3 separate regions of the Mus musculus genome follow, and all the other regions are linked to region 3. Evidence: chromatin contacts called from public HiChIP or PLAC-seq and promoter capture Hi-C data. All regions are on one chromosome and are shown on one strand. The core of a region is the stretch at or near the end of the contact, and the rest is flanking DNA. Distances in the headings are between cores, read along the strand shown.

Evidence for each region. Promoter capture Hi-C pulls out the DNA fragments that hold promoters and counts their contacts. HiChIP or PLAC-seq counts read pairs in DNA pulled down with a chosen protein or histone mark.
Region 1: an H3K27ac HiChIP or PLAC-seq map of neural progenitor cells shows a contact between it and region 3, with 5 times the contacts expected there. The contact joins the enhancer-like site here to the promoter of Jag1 in region 3. A contact is called at or near these places in 11 of 39 promoter capture datasets (the 3T3-L1 cell line, 3T3-L1-derived adipocytes, the HPC-7 cell line and 7 more), 1 of 15 datasets of contacts at CTCF or cohesin (the NIH/3T3 cell line), 4 of 484 Hi-C or Micro-C datasets (the 3T3-L1 cell line, MC3T3-E1-derived osteoblasts, embryonic fibroblasts and 1 more), 9 of 115 datasets of contacts at active chromatin or transcription factors (craniofacial prominence, embryonic forebrain, embryonic hindbrain and 6 more) and 1 of 9 other capture datasets (adipose tissue).
Region 2: a contact with region 3 is called in a promoter capture Hi-C map of the 3T3-L1 cell line, with 11 times the contacts expected there. The contact joins the enhancer-like site here to the promoter of Jag1 in region 3. A contact is called at or near these places in 8 of 39 promoter capture datasets (the 3T3-L1 cell line, 3T3-L1-derived adipocytes, cranial neural crest and 3 more), 2 of 15 datasets of contacts at CTCF or cohesin (both in the NIH/3T3 cell line), 4 of 484 Hi-C or Micro-C datasets (the 3T3-L1 cell line, the N1E-115 cell line, nephron progenitors and 1 more), 7 of 115 datasets of contacts at active chromatin or transcription factors (craniofacial prominence, embryonic limb bud, embryonic stem cells and 3 more) and 1 of 9 other capture datasets (adipose tissue).

What each region holds. Positions count from the first base shown.
Region 1 is chr2:137,456,144-137,458,916 of GRCm38.p6, reverse strand. No RefSeq gene overlaps it. Among named protein-coding and RNA genes, the nearest start is that of Gm14055, 170 kb to the right of the region's middle. Within about 2 kb of position 1,361, at least 19 of the 459 cell types and tissues checked have an H3K27ac peak or open chromatin away from gene starts, as enhancers often do. A contact at or near this core is called in neural progenitor cells and neural stem cells, where this site is marked.
Region 2 is chr2:137,374,118-137,376,817 of GRCm38.p6, reverse strand. No RefSeq gene overlaps it. Among named protein-coding and RNA genes, the nearest start is that of Gm14055, 88 kb to the right of the region's middle. Within about 2 kb of position 1,382, at least 11 of the 459 cell types and tissues checked have an H3K27ac peak or open chromatin away from gene starts, as enhancers often do.
Region 3 is chr2:137,115,078-137,117,777 of GRCm38.p6, reverse strand. Jag1 (jagged 1) reads left to right here and starts at 1,258. Exons shown (of 26, transcript NM_013822.5): 1 at 1,258-1,601; 2 at 2,069-2,374. The coding sequence starts at 1,521.

The sequences.
Region 1 (2,773 bases), core at 112-2,611, 340 kb before region 3:
GCCATTCTCCTTATGGCTCTGAAGACAGCAGAAGGAAAAGTTATGGAGAGAATATAAGTTTTGGTATGGAACCAGTGCTGGTTGACTGATGTGCAATCCTTTCCTGAAGGTATCCAAGGTCTTATATGGTTTCCTTGTCATAATGCAGATTGAGACCTAAGTTTGGGTATTTATGTTTGTTACTGCATTACAGAGTGGCTATTTCTGATAAAACTAGTACCTTCGTCTCAAAATACATGTGATTTCTCCTGACTCCTTCAACCTCACTCATCAGTGAAGCCTATCAGAGCAAAAGCCCTTCCATCCTGCATTTGTCCTGCAGTATTCAAGCTGTGTAAGAGCCCCCATTGTTGACATATCAACAGGGGGACAGTTTTCTTTGAATTCTATCCTTGTCTGTTGTAACTGGAACTTTGTTTTGCCATAAATGAAAAGACTCATAATAAAGCTGATGAAGCACCCTGAGAGAAGTTTCTAGAAAGAATCAGAAGTGAGGGAGCAAACACTGTTGTGAAGGAACTATGCCCCAAAACGGGTGGGGGCAAAAAGAAAGGAAGAAAGAGAAAAAAGTGGAAAGAAAGAAAAAAAAAAAGACAGCAAGAAACTTTATTCAATCAACAGTAAAAGCCAATGGAGAAGGCATGAAAGCCACAGACCTATGATTAAAGACTTAGTCATCTTTTTTAGTGTATACAAGGTGAATGGATAGATATTCAATATACTTCACATAGCAGCTCCTCTGTCTGTCTTCCTGGAGAAAAGGGGCTGGCTTAAGAAAGTTCCAGTTGATATTTTGTGTGTTTATTTTACTCCTGTCATCTTACTTGCAGTACAAATTGCCGCCACCACAAAAAAGCAGGGGGAAAGGCAAATGGCATGGAAAAAAAATAACTGTATAATTTCAATGTTTACGGTTTTAATATTTAAGGCTGGTAAAAGTAATACAGATTGGAGTCGGTCCCGTAGCCTGTTTCATTCCTACCTGGAAGGCTTATTAAAACACAAATTTCTGGGACCAGTTTCACAATAGCTTTGAGTCTGAAAGAAAAATTTTAATAGCTGTGTGTGTATATATATATATTGTTCATGTGTGCATGGCTGTGTTTATATGTGTGCACACGCCATGCTGTATTTGTGTGATGCACGAAAGTCTGCAAATGTATGTGGCTTATGAAGCTACAGAGAGGCCAGAGCACAATGTTGGTGTCTTCCTCTGTAGCTTTCTGTCTTATTGGTAAGATTCTAACTGAGACAGGCTCACTATTTCAGCTTGGCTGGCTGACCAGCAAACTCGTGGGATATACGGTTGCTGGGGTTACAGGGACATACAGCCATGCATTGTTTTGTATGAGGTTGCTGGAGATTCAAACTGAATCCCTAATGTTTGCAATGTCAATGCCCTTACCCACTTAGCCATCTGCCTAGCCCCTGAGAGAAGGTCTTAACAATGCTGATATTGCTACTCTAGGACTACACTTTTCAGACCATTGTAAAAGAGGAAAATGCTGTTTGTTTCCTTTAACATTAACCCTTTCATCCTTTAGCCCTTCTTGATGCAAAGAATGAATTACAGTCTCCAACACACTGTGGCACTTTCACCCGCATGATAGTGGGAAAGAATGCTGATACAACTGCTCTCTCTGTCTTTATACTCTCAGTACAGTAGACAATAAATTACACAAGATATTCAGCACTATAGAATACAATAGGCTAACAATCAAGCTTTACTATAAGCTATAGCCTATAACTATAGGCTTATGTAACTGTTGTATTCAAGTTAGCTAGGTATGACGTTTGGGGTGTGCATGCATTATACATACCTATCACATAATATATAAAGTTTATGATGCCCTTGTTTCTTAAGTGTCAGGAAGATCCATTCTGAATGTACAGATACGGTATACCATTGTTGGAGCAACTAGTTCTTTAGGAAGCAACTGTGACCTCTGGAAAGAGTTAGCAGATCTGTAGCAAGGACTTGAAGCCCTTCCCCACAATCCACCAAGAGAATTCTTTTCAACCTCCATACTAAATTGTGTCAAGAAAGAGAACAGAAATGCCCACTTTACTATTCTGAATATCACTTAGAAAACTATTAATGTGGATGGAGATTATCTGGAAAAACATACATAAATGAAGTTCCAGATGGCTTCATGCCAGGAAAAATAATCAGTTAAAATTAAAAAACAAGTTAAATCAAACTGTCTTGGCTTAATTGAGTCCGTCCTGAAAGTTTTTCTACAACAAACAGGGTGCTTTCAGTAGGTGAGAATGAAATGGTCCAGATCCTTGCTTGGTTTATGCCCCTGTCTCCTCTTTCCTTTGAGCAAATTATGCAATCTGAAGGATGTTTCAAAGGGAAAAGCCAATTCCGGCTTCAAATGTCATGCAGCACACATAGAGGAAATACCTACTTACGGCTGAAATGATCAGATACACTCTTTGCAGGGTGAAGGCCAATTCCACAGAAATGGTATGAAACCAATAACACATAGGTTATTGCCAATATGTGCAGCTGTCAGCTGGCTAGTACATACATGTACATGATTCTAACGAATTGTCTTGGGGGATTGGCTTGGGGTTCCTCGGGGATCATTTCTCAAGAAGCTTAAGGTGAAAGAACATTTATGTGGGTATCAATATCTACCACCCTAAGAAGCTCACTGTCCCTCTTTATGTCTTTACTCTCTTGATCACTGCCAAGTTCTGTCATTTTCATCCAGTAACATCTGTACAGAGTGGTGAGAGGAGTCAGCAGATAGTGAAAGACAAG
Region 2 (2,700 bases), core at 133-2,632, 260 kb before region 3:
AATAATAGTAATATAATATAGGTTAAAAGATGAGAAATCAAGTATTTGTGTAAATGAATCAAATCAAAGCAGAAGTCAGACGTTGTCAGTCTGAGCATACCCACCCCAGGTATGACCCTATCCACTACATCTCTATTTCTAACATCAGATGCTACCTCATGGTAGCTTCCTGAGCAATACACACACTTTGGTCTCTTTACCTACAGAACCAGGATCAAAAACCAGGTCCTCCCTCAGATGACTTATGTTGCTATTATTAGAGGATCAAGTTCAGCTCCACCATTGTCATTGCTGGGCTAGGGCCCATACCAACAAGTGCCTTGAGTTCCACAGTTAATCCCAGAAGGTTGGCATCATTCTAAGCTTACTGACAGAAGAGGAAACTGAGGCTATCCTTGGTGTGTAACTCTTCAAAGGTCTACTCAGTGAGGTTTGAGGATGACCTGCACCGGCAGAGTCTCTCACCCTACCCTTACCTGCTGAGTCACAATCCAAAGACAACCCCCAAATTATTCTTAGCCATATTAAATCATAAATCAAAGTGCCCCAGGTCACAGTGCCAGGAAATATCAAGTCCAGAAAAACAAATCCAAACAGAATGAATGTATAGCCTAAACTCTTCCATCCATTCTACAGGCAGGATTCTTGCTTCCTGAAGGAAGTAGGATGGGCTTCGTTCTTCTTACTAGTCATGATCGGGATGGCAGACAAACCCTGGATACTCTGTACACTCCTTCTCTGAGTGATCTTTAAATGTATTGTGTATTATCAGAATAATCTTTAGAATAACTTGTACTCTACATCGATAAAACTATCTTAAACCAAAATGGCAACACACCCTTCCCCATTTCTAATAAGGGTAAGAATTATGCATAAAGTTTAAGTGGAAACTAAAAGCACTTTGGTGAGCCTGAGAAAAAGTTCTTTTAGAGATCTCTGTTGTGGAGGGAAGGGTGGCCAGGGACAACTTCAGGTACCAAAAAGGACTTTTCTTTCCTAAGAATTGGCCTTGGTTTCTCTCTTGGTGCGTTGGCTTTAATGACATCTGAAAGGTCCTCCACTTTGCTGTGAATCGACCCCCAAAGCAGATTAAACCACCCCTCCTCATTTGTTGGGTTGTTCTGGAGTAGTAAACACAGTGCTCTCCCAAGCTCTTTTCCAAGATGGATTGTATATAAAGCATGTGTGGGGCTGGAGATGATAGTACGCTGGAGGCTCTCAGCAATCGGTGTTTACAGACTATAATGGAAACCACAAGTTTCATCTTTAACTCAAGTCAGTATACATTCCTTCAACCCGCAGGCAAATTGGGACAGGGAGAGGGGCTGGGAGGAGCTCCCAAATGAGTCATCATTTCACATTTTTTAACAACTTGATGAACATCTAGAAATGCTGCACTCGCCAGAAAAAATACAGTTTTCTTCTCCCCACACCCACCACCACTGGCTTCAACAGTGGCCCTATTTGAATGTGGAATTTCTTGAGCATCTACTTGAATTGTCATAATAGAAGGTGTGTGACTGACATCTCTACCATGGAATTACAGGCATACAAAGACCCCACAGCTAACATTAAATTAAAAACCACCCTTCTTATTGCCCCAAATATGAGAGGGGAGAAGCATTATTTCTCTTAGGTTCCATTAATCCTCTGGAAAGCCCCATCCCTAGGTGCTTGGGGGAAAAAGGGGGGGAATGGAATTCCCAGATCTGCAAAGCATCCTTCTCAGCCAAGATTCGTGGTGCTAACAGACAGATGGTAAGTGGAGCTGGGTTCTAAAGCCAGAGCTGTGTGCCTTTGGGTCTCTCAGATCTATGTGTGTGATCACTGAAAAATTTCAGATCATCTGAAACAGCAGGCTCTGTGTGATCTTGGTAAATATGGCATCCCTGCCTCTCTTACACAGTCAGCAGCCACATGCATCATGTGGGTGAGCAAAGGGAGATGATGTATGTGTGTCTCGGGCATACATGTTTTACTACTACTACATTAAGTCATTAGTTTTTCAATAACTCTTTGATAACTGAAAGAGGAAAAAAACTGAGTTTTATTTCTATGTTTTATCATGAGCTCCTAATAAATTCTATTTTGTTTTTCCATTTTACCTTCTCTCTTTATTTTTAGTAGTATAGCATATGTGCACGTGTCCTACCAGTTATGACCAGAACAATGCCGTTTGTCCTTAAAAGTTTGCATGTTTCAGAGAAATGCCCATTCCATAGGCAACTTAGGGGAAGAGAAATTTTGAGTCAGTCTATTTTATAAGGATTCTTTGAGGTACTTGTAATGTCAGTATTTGGGAGGTGGAGGCAGGAATTCAATGCTATTCATGGCAACATAGGGTAGCTTCAGCTACATGAGAACCTATGTTTAAAAAATCCCCAAATAAGATAAAAATAAAACAAGAAGTGGGATGCAAAACCAGGCACACCTTAGTACCAGGACACTGGTTCTGAAACTCATGAGAATAAGAGATCCATGAATGATCAATGCTCAGTTCCTTTCTAGGCAAAAAAACGTGTGATCACTGCACACTGCCTGCTCCACTCTGCTTTATATAACAATCTCTAGATTATTAATAATGCCTAACACAATGAAAGTGTTACATGCACAATTTCTATATTCTACTGTTAAAGACTAATAACAAGATTCAGTCTGCTTGTGTTCAATATAGATGTGACTTTATCTTTGTCTCCAGTT
Region 3 (2,700 bases), core at 9-2,508:
TGGAGCTGGCAGAGACTTCAGCCAGCCTTTGGGTTCCCTTTGACCTTGATTATGACCAGGAGTGTCGCTGCTAATTGCGAGGCCTGCCTCAAGGTGGAAAATGGCATCGGTTTCCACCACCACCCAGGAGAAGCCAAGTTCTGTGGACCACGACAGCGGTTAGGTTCTTTTCAGGCCGCGTCTCGCCACCCAGAGAGCAGCGCGGAGGCCGCCTACAGGTGCAGTCCCGCCACTGCGCCCGGGCTGGAGGCTGGCGGAGCCCTCGGCGTCTCAGAAAGCCCTTCCCGAAGTCCGGGCTGAGCCCCCGGGTGCCCGCCGGCCACTCCCCCTGCTTCCCCCACGCCTCTGCCCCGGCGCGGTCTGGAAAGGACGCTGGGAGCCCCTCCGAGGCTCCACGGACATGGATTTGGGAAGGGATGGCGCGCGGCCGAGGCTTTCCCTCGAGTTTGCGGCAAGTCTGACTCCGGGAAAGTTTTTCAAAGTTCCCAGCAGAGTCTGCCCAGGTCGCCTCTGCGGGGCGAGGAGACGGCGGCGAGCGCGCCAGTCTCGCCGCCGCCAGCACAGGGCTCTGGGCTCGCTTGCTGGGAGCGGCCCGGGTTCCCGGCGGGCAGGCCCTCCTCCCCGGGGCAAAAGCCGCAGCTGACGCAGGCGGCTCCGAAGGCGGAAGCCGCCCGCCCCAACTGCTCCGGCCGTACCGCGGCGCCTACACCTGGGGCTTGCAAGGGAGCCCAGGCCGTGCACCGAGGGGGCGGTCCAGCGGAGGCGCTCTGGGCTTCTCAGAGCCATGGGCTCCTCCACGGTCCTTCCAGGTTCCTTTCTCCTGGCCCGGGCTCCCCGGGACACTGATCTGCGTGTGGGGGCCCCTCGGGCGGCCATGCCACCCGGTCCGTCCCGCAACTTCCAACCCCTTCTCAATTTCTCCCCTCCCCAACAACCCGGAGGAAAGGGGCGTGCCCAATAGATGGCACGCCCCTTATGAATATTAACAATCGCGCATGCGCCTTGTTCCGCGTGTTGAGAAGAGGTGGCCAGCCGGAGTCCCGGCTCCCAGACCGGCGCTCCGGGTCCCTTCGAGAGCCAGGCGGGCACGCGTCATTGTGTTACCTGCAGCCGGCCGGCGAGCTAGGCTCAGGTTTTTTTTTTTTTTTTCCTCCCCTCCCTCCCCGCGTTTCATGCAGCTGATCTGAAAGGGAATAAAAGGCTGCGCATAATCATAATAATAAAAGAAGGGGAGCGCGAGAGAAGGAAAGAAAGCCGAGAGGTGGAAGAGGGGGGAGCGCCTCAAAGAAGCGATCAGAATAATAAAAGGAGGCCGGGCTCTTTGCCTTCTGGAACGCGCGGCTCTTGAAAGGGCTTTTGAAAAGTAGTGTTGTTTTCCAGTCGTGCATGCTCCAATCCACGGAGTATATTAGAGCCGGGACGCGGCGGCCGCGGGGGCAGCGACGACGGCAGCCTCGGCGGGAGCACCAGCGCTAGCAGCGGCGGCGGCGTCCGGAGTGCCCGTGGCGCGCGGCGCAGCGATGCGGTCCCCACGGACGCGCGGCCGGCCCGGGCGCCCCCTGAGTCTTCTGCTCGCCCTGCTCTGTGCCCTGCGAGCCAAGGTAGGAGTCTCTCTCCCGCTCTTGCTCCCCGCGGTCCTCTCCCTTCCCTCGTGGCGTTCTGGACGGGAGCGGCTGTGGCTCCCAGTGCAAGTTCCGGAGCCCTTGAGTACAAGGCTCCCTGACCCTGACTTTTCACCCGAGAGGCAGCACCCGGTGAGGGAACGCTGGTTCCCCAGAGGGGAGCCCCTGGCCTCGAAAGATAAACTCCTCCAGGCTGGGCAAAATGCGATCATTACGTTCTCACGGTCCTTCGGGGCACTTGTCTTAGTTTTCCCGCACTTGTGTTTTTTATGCCCCCAAACCAGGTTGAGCCCTAAACCTAGTTTTTGCAAAATTATTTTCACTTGCCACCGAGGATCTTTGGCAGCCTGGGGTGTGTGTATTGGGGGTGGGGGGTGTCAAGGAGTCTCCACCTCCACCTTCAGAGAAAACTTTCTCATGCGTTGACCTTCCTTCCTCGCTGGCAGGTGTGCGGGGCCTCGGGTCAGTTTGAGCTGGAGATCCTGTCCATGCAGAACGTGAATGGAGAGCTACAGAATGGGAACTGTTGTGGTGGAGTCCGGAACCCTGGCGACCGCAAGTGCACCCGCGACGAGTGTGATACGTACTTCAAAGTGTGCCTCAAGGAGTATCAGTCCCGCGTCACTGCCGGGGGACCCTGCAGCTTCGGCTCAGGGTCTACGCCTGTCATCGGGGGTAACACCTTCAATCTCAAGGCCAGCCGTGGCAACGACCGTAATCGCATCGTACTGCCTTTCAGTTTCGCCTGGCCGGTGAGTGAGCGACACACCGACAGAGTCGAACGCGGGGCCGAGCCCTATATTGCCTTGAGAAGGATTTAATGCCACTTGAAACTTGGCACTAAGTTGAGAGGCTTTGGGGGTGGCAAGTTTGAGAGTCCAGACTACAGCTGGACCTGGACAAGATGAGACGGGCGGGTCTTCCATTCTGGGTGGTGTCTGCTTAGCGCAGCGAAATGGGGTCTCTGAAGAGCATTGCTGGGGGAAAGTACGCAAGGATGCTAATTTTATGCTTGCTACTTCCAGTTCCCACCCTCGACCAGGCGGTCATTATAGATGATTTCTTTGCTTAACTAATT